2 separate regions of the Ovis aries genome follow, and region 1 is linked to region 2. Evidence: chromatin contacts called from public Hi-C data. All regions are on one chromosome and are shown on one strand. Each heading gives the region's core, a stretch centred on a gene start, on an enhancer-like site or on the middle of the called end of the contact. The rest is flanking DNA. Distances are from core to core; before and after follow the strand shown.

Region 1 (3,269 bases), core at 582-3,081, 120 kb after region 2:
TAACAGCAGCACCGATGTGCGCGCGCTGGTTCACTTGGGCAGGTGGGCGCTGTCGCCATCCTGTTCAGGAGGTGAGCCGAGGCAGTGAATTAGATCGCAGAGACATCACTTGGCCACAAAGGTCCGTCTGGTCAAGGCTGTGGTTTTTCCAGTGGTCGTGTATGGATGTGAGAGTTGGACTATAAAGAAAGCTGAGCACTGAAGAATTGATGTTTTTGAATTGTGGTGTTGGAGAAGACTCTTGAGAGTCCCTTGGACTGCAAGGAAATCCAACCAGTCCCTCCTAAAGGGAATCAGTCCTGGGTGTTCCTTGGAAGGACTAATGTTAAAGCTGAAACTCCAATACTTTGGCCACCTGACGTGAAGAGCTGACTTATTGGAAAAGACCCTGATGCTGGGAAAGATGGGGGGCAGGAGGAGAAGGGGACGACAAACGATGAGACGGCTGGATGGCATCATCAACTCAGTGGACGTGAGTTTGGGTGAACTCCGGGAGTTGATGATGGACAGGGAGGCCTGGCGTGCTGCGGTTCATGGGGTCGCAAAGAGTCAGACACGACTGAACGACTGAACTAGTAGATCAGGAAACTGAGGCACAAAGGGATTCCCCAACTTTGCACGCTTGGCAAGTGCTGGAGCCTGTGAGGGATGGTCCCCGGGGACCTGGGGCTTGTTCTTCCTGTCTTCCGCAGATTGGCCTCGCTGGGGAGCAGCGCCCAGACCCCGGCCTCTGTTTCTTTCCACTTCTCTGGCTCACCTAGGCGTAGAATGCTGACCCCCACCCCCCCCACCACCCCGGGTCGTCATGTGGTCCCGTGATGGAAGTTTCATTTGGTGAGGGATATGAGGCAGACGGTCCTTTTTGCCTCCAGATTCCAGCGAAGACGGAGGCATGGAACAGTGCTTTGTTTTGGATTTAAAATTTTTTGGAATTGGAGTATAGTTGATTTACAGTGTTGTGAGTTTCAGGTGTCCAGCGCGGGGATTCAGCTGTGTGTATGTATATTCACTGCTCTCCAGATTCTTTTCTCGCATAGTTTATCACAGAATACTGAGTAGAGCTCCCTGTGCTATGCAGTAGGTCCTTGTTGACCGTCTGCTTTCTATATAGCAGTGTATATCTGTTAATCCCAAATTCCTAAGTCATCCGTCCCCTTCCCCTTTCCCCATTGGTAACCATAAATTTGTTTTCTGTCTGTGAGTCTTTTTCTCTTTTGTAAATAAGTTCATTTGTATCATTTTTTTTAAGATTCTACATATAAATGATACCATGTGATATTTCTCTCTGCTTCGCTTAGTGTGATAATCTCTCTGTCCATCCGTGTTGCTACAGATGGCATTACCAGTGTATTTATGCACCACATCTTCCCTGTCTTGGCTGTTGTAAATAGTGCTGCTATTGGGATGCACGTATCTCTTTGAATTGGAGTTTTACCCTAGAGGTTCCTCCCCAGGCAGCGGGCACTAGTCTGGCCCTGCCTCCTGGCACCCCTGTAGGCAGGTGGCCTTACCTGTTGCATTGCAGTTTAGCACCTGTGACAGTTAACCTTCTCCACTGGGGAAGGGAATTTCAGAGGCAAACCCTGGGGGGCCCTGGCAAGTCACAGTATCCATTGCAGGCTTAGCATGGGCTTAAAATGTTTTATAATCCCCTCAGGCATTCCTTGTCTCCGGGCCTCTGGCTTTTTGGTGGGAAGACCCTTTCTTCCCTCAGCTGTGGGCCCTCAGGACTGCGGTCTTGGGCCTTTTGGCCTCTCCTGTCCTTGTCCAGGCTGAAGAGGTGGAAGCCTTTCCATGTGACTCTCTTGGCTCCTGGTCAAGCCTATTGCGTTCCTCTGCTGGTGGCCCCTGGCGGCGCACCAGAATCCTGCTTCCTCTCCCTGCCGCTCCTCGGGCCAGAGCTCAGCACCTCCCCTGTTGGTCTCTGCTCAGCCCAGTCCTCCAGATTAGCACGTTCCTGCCAGCCTCTGGGCGCGTCGGTGCCCCACAGCTGTCCACACAGCCTCTTTGGCTCTTCACGGCTCTGCCCCATGACATCAGCCAGCCTGGAAGCCTCACCGGGTCGAAGGTCTTGCTTTCACTGTGGGCCGATTTTTATATCCATTCAAGGATGTCGGACACAACCCTGCCTGTCAGTTACTAGTGTTCGTGGGGATTCTTACTCTGCTTCTCTTAGAATTTTCAAATTCTAAGGGGCTGCAGTACTTTCAAGTACTCCTCTGTCCTGTTTTCTTGTTTTGACAAGCTGAGTAGTGCAGAACTGGGATGCAGATTGTGTGCGACTCGCAAAGCCAGGTTTGTTGTGCTATGTCACTCCACCTCCTCTGCCAGCTACGGAGTGAACTGTGTGCAAATCTGAAGGCGGAATGTGAACCCAGGCTTCCTGGCTGCACGTTCTCTTTTGCCTGATGCCCCACACGTTGCTGTGTCTGAGGTAAAGAGAGCAGGCAGATCCTGCAATGTGTACTCTGAGTTTAGGAGGGGCTGGGGGGCGTGCACGTGGGTTTGGGCCTTGGTGTGTGCTCACTTAGAGAAGAAAATGGCAACCCACTCCAGTGTTCTTGCCTAGAGAGTCCTGTGGACGGAGGAGCCTGGTGGGCTGCTGTCTCTGGGGTCGCACAGAGTCGGACATGACTGAAGCGACTTAGCAGCAGCAGCAGTAGCAGCGTGCTCACTTAGCACAGCTGTGGAAAGTTTGAGCAGAGCTGGTTTCTAGGCGGTGGTCATGGGGCTGCAGACGCAAACCCAGCCTATGGTCTTGCTGGTGACTTGTAACATCAGGGTTTGTCGGTTATATCAGGGTGTTCCAGCCTCACTCAGAGGTGACTGAGAGGGCCCCTGTGCTGTGGCAGCTACACTGATGGCTTGCAGAGGTGAGCGCCTTTCTGATAACAAAGTGTGCTCAGAGGTTCTTTCATTAGAAGCTTGCAGTGGCTCTGTGAGGGAGGGAGGCAGATATTGTAACCCCTGACTCGCAGATGTGGAGCAGGCTCAAAAGGTGACGGTCTCTCCAAGGCTGTGCAACCAGAAATGGACAGATTTCAGACCCAGGCCCAAGTGCCTCCTAACTGCAGATCCTTGACCTCCTGTTGCCTCTGAGTGACTGTGACAGCTTGGGCTTCAGCACTGTGTGCCTGTAGAGGGCGACAGAGGTCTTTCTTTTGGGGCTGCGGGGAGAACTCTTTCTCTTGAACTCTGAATTTAGCAGTCTCACAGCAGCTTCTCACTGGGTTATAAGCATTTTCTGTGTGGCAGCCTTCGCTCACACC
Region 2 (3,209 bases), core at 477-2,976:
GGTCACAAAGATCTGACATGACTAAGCGACTTTCATTTCACTGAAACTCAACCCTTTTCAAGACCTCTGCTCCATTCCTGGTCAACCCTCTAGAAACAAGTGTTTCTTCACCTTAGCATTTCCCTCGGCAACAACCCTTGCTTTGTGTTAGCCCTTTTCCCCCCTCCCTTCTATAGCAGTTTCTGGTTTTGCATGATCCAATTCTAGAGACACGAAACACAAAAAAATTCTTAGGGAGATTTTGCATTCATTTGTTTTAAGGAAGACAGGTTAATGGAAGAAACAAGGAGAAACAAATATTAGGCAGAGACCACAGTAAGGGCATCTCTATGCCACTGCCATACCTGTTGGATACAGATTTTTCTCCAGTTCAAACAGGATGGGGTTACCACCACTCACGTACACAGTCACTGCATCTCCTCTGTGAGCATACAGCTTTACAATGTTGAGCTCTTCCTTTCCCGGCACTAACTCAGAGACCTGATCAGTTCCAAGAGTGGGGAAAACAGCTGCCACATCAGCCCGAAGCTTTCTCCTGCAGAGGGCACACATACCTGGTATGAAGGCTGCCTGCATAGATTTTAATAAATATTGAGGACTCAGAAAGACTTACTATTAAAAATCATGAGGACCAAGGAAGTCTGGTTGATGATGCCCTATTCTCACACACTCTTCCAAAACATCCCATTATCTTTCTCATCCAGTGTCTTATCTACTTTCACATGTTCCTGAGGCATGTCTTTGTACTTCACAAAGAAAGAAAGAAAAAACTGAGACCCGGTGAGCAGTCCAAGTTAGCCTGCCACTGGAAACTCAAGTCCTGCCTTCTTGACTCCACGCGTAACTCTTGGATCTGCCCCTTTCTCATATATGGATGGCAAATCTAACAGCTTATGATCAAACAGATACACCAGGGCATCAAGAATGACAACTAGAGAACATTGGTTCTAAAATCCCCAAGGTGATATCTGCGTTTGCAACACTGTCTGAACAGATACAGTTACCACCTATGGCTCATCTACTACCACCTCACCTTCCATGTGTCTCTCCCGCCAGATATGAGAAGTGACTAGACACTTCTCATATACCTGTAGTCCTCTGTACCCCGTCCACTCTCTCCCAAGGGACGCAAAGCTCCAAGTAGGGCAGGGATCCCGTATTCCTTCATTTCTGTAACATCCACGACACTTTGAGCAGACTACAGTCAACACGCGCTGACTGAATAACGTTTCTTTGAAACTCACTAGAATATCCAAAAAAAAAAAGACAGCCTGGGAGATAACTCGGGCCTCCGCTCCCATTTTCACCCTCAAAATATGTCTAACTCACCCTTGCCCCGCTCTGGAGTCCCTTCTCCGGCTGTGCCCCTCGGCCTCCACCCCAGGCCGGCTGACCGAGCACAGAAAGGCTGCGAGCCGGCCAAGCTCGAGAGACGCTGGGATGCCCTCGTGGGCAAGCACGGGACCCTCTTCCCCCTCACCTGTCCGACCCCTTGATGGCCGTGTTGGACTTGACCCGAAAGGCCTTGGCAAACATGTCCGCTGGAGTGGCCTGGGAAAGAGAGGGAGACCACAGACGCCGCGAGCTGTCAGGAAAGCGGATGCACGGCGGCTGCCAGGCCCGCGGCCCTGGGGGCAGCCATGCTGAGGCCCGGCTGGGAAAGCGGCCCGGCTGGAAACCGAGCCCGCTCAGCTTCGCGGCCGCCCCTAGCGGCAAGGCCGGGAACTGAAGCCCGAAGGCGGGACTGCGATTCCTGCTCAGAGCGGTGCGCCCCGCCCCTTCATCCTGGCCGCCTGGTTCTGCGCCTGCGCGAGCGGCAGGCGCGGCTCCCGCTGCAGTAACCCTTCCGGACCAAGAGATTCCGGTCATTTCCATCCATCAGCGCCGTGGTGTGTCGAGTAGGCCCTCTGCCAGCTCTCATCCCATTCAATTTAGTTAAGCTGCGCAAAGTTAATTGAACTTTTGGGTTTTATTAAAATCGCAGGCCTCTCGAATGCTTTCCTTAAGGGCTTTGGTTTACTAAGATCTTTGCATTTTATCGTACACTATGGGCCACAGCTGGAATTCTGAGATTTTTCTCCTCCCTGTTTTTTTTTTATTTTACATGATGTGATAATAACAAGGAATCCACTTTAGTCCCAGATTTGACCTCCTACTGAGAGGGGGAAACTATACAAATGATCTTCAAATCTGTTATTTAAAACAGCTTTGGACATCTTTCTGTACCTTTTACATTCAGGCTTTCCAGGTGGCTGCAGTGGTAAAGAATCCTGCTGCCAATGCAGAAGACGCAAGAGATGCGGCTTCCATCCCTGGGTGCGCAAGATTACCTGGAGTAGGAAATGTCAACCTGCTCCAGTGTTCTTGCCTAGAAAATTCAGTGTACAGAAGAGCCTGGTGGGCTACAGTCCACTGGGTCACAAAGAGTTGTAAGTGACTGAGTGACTAAGCATGCACGCATGTACGTTTTTGCATTTAGACATTATTTCGGGGTGGGGGGGTGTTTCCAAAGCAATTTTTAAAATGTAGAGTGCTCAGGAAAAAATAATTTTTCAGACCTAGTAAGATCAAATTCAGAGAAGGCAATGGCAACCCACTCCAGTACTCTTGTCTGGGAAATCCCATGGATGGAGGAGCCTGGTAGGCTACAGTCCATGGGGTCGTGAAGAGTCGGACACGACTGAGCAACTTCACTTTCACTTTTCACTTTCCTGCACTGGAGAAGGAAATGGCAACCCACTCCAGTGTTCTTGCCTGGAGAATCCCAGGGACGGGGGAGCCTGGTGGGCTGCCGTCTATGGGGTTGCACAGAGTCGGACACGACTGAAGCAGCTTACTAGTAGTAGTAGTAGTAGTAGTAGTAGTAGTAAGATCAAATTATGGTTTGGCTTCTCCCTAGCAGTTTGATCTTTCCCAGTGGTTTATCCTTTCTGAAACTCTTACAATCTCTAAGATGTGGAGGTAATATCCACCTCACTGGGCTTCTGTGAGAAACGATTGAGATGATGTATGTAATATGCTGCACAGTGTTTTGAAATTTTCCAATAAATTGTAGATATTATCCAAAACAAAGAAAAAAAATCAGTCTCAGACAGAAGTAAGAGTTTGGGTTTCCCTGAAAGGGATCACTGTGTACCCTGGAGACACAGATTTAAACACCTGGGGTCCTGGCCCCTACTCAGTTGAATTTTGCTTATGAAAATTTCAGA

The links. Hi-C and Micro-C count contacts between places; a contact is called where the count stands out from the background.
Region 1: a contact with region 2 is called in a Hi-C map of muscle, with 2.3 times the contacts expected there. The contact joins the enhancer-like site here to the promoter of EIF2D in region 2. A contact is called at or near these places in 2 of 16 Hi-C or Micro-C datasets (liver and muscle).

The regions. Positions count from the first base shown.
Region 1 is chr12:4,325,575-4,328,843 of ARS-UI_Ramb_v3.0, forward strand. The region is part of intron 1 of MAPKAPK2 (MAPK activated protein kinase 2); the gene reads left to right. Among named protein-coding and RNA genes, the nearest start is that of MAPKAPK2, 37 kb to the left of the region's middle. Within about 2 kb of position 1,832, at least 23 of the 54 cell types and tissues checked have an H3K27ac peak or open chromatin away from gene starts, as enhancers often do. A contact at or near this core is called in liver and muscle, where this site is marked.
Region 2 is chr12:4,206,314-4,209,522 of ARS-UI_Ramb_v3.0, forward strand. EIF2D (eukaryotic translation initiation factor 2D) reads right to left here and starts at 1,727. Exons shown (of 15, transcript XM_042257013.2): 1 at 1,481-1,727; 2 at 345-535. The coding sequence starts at 1,536.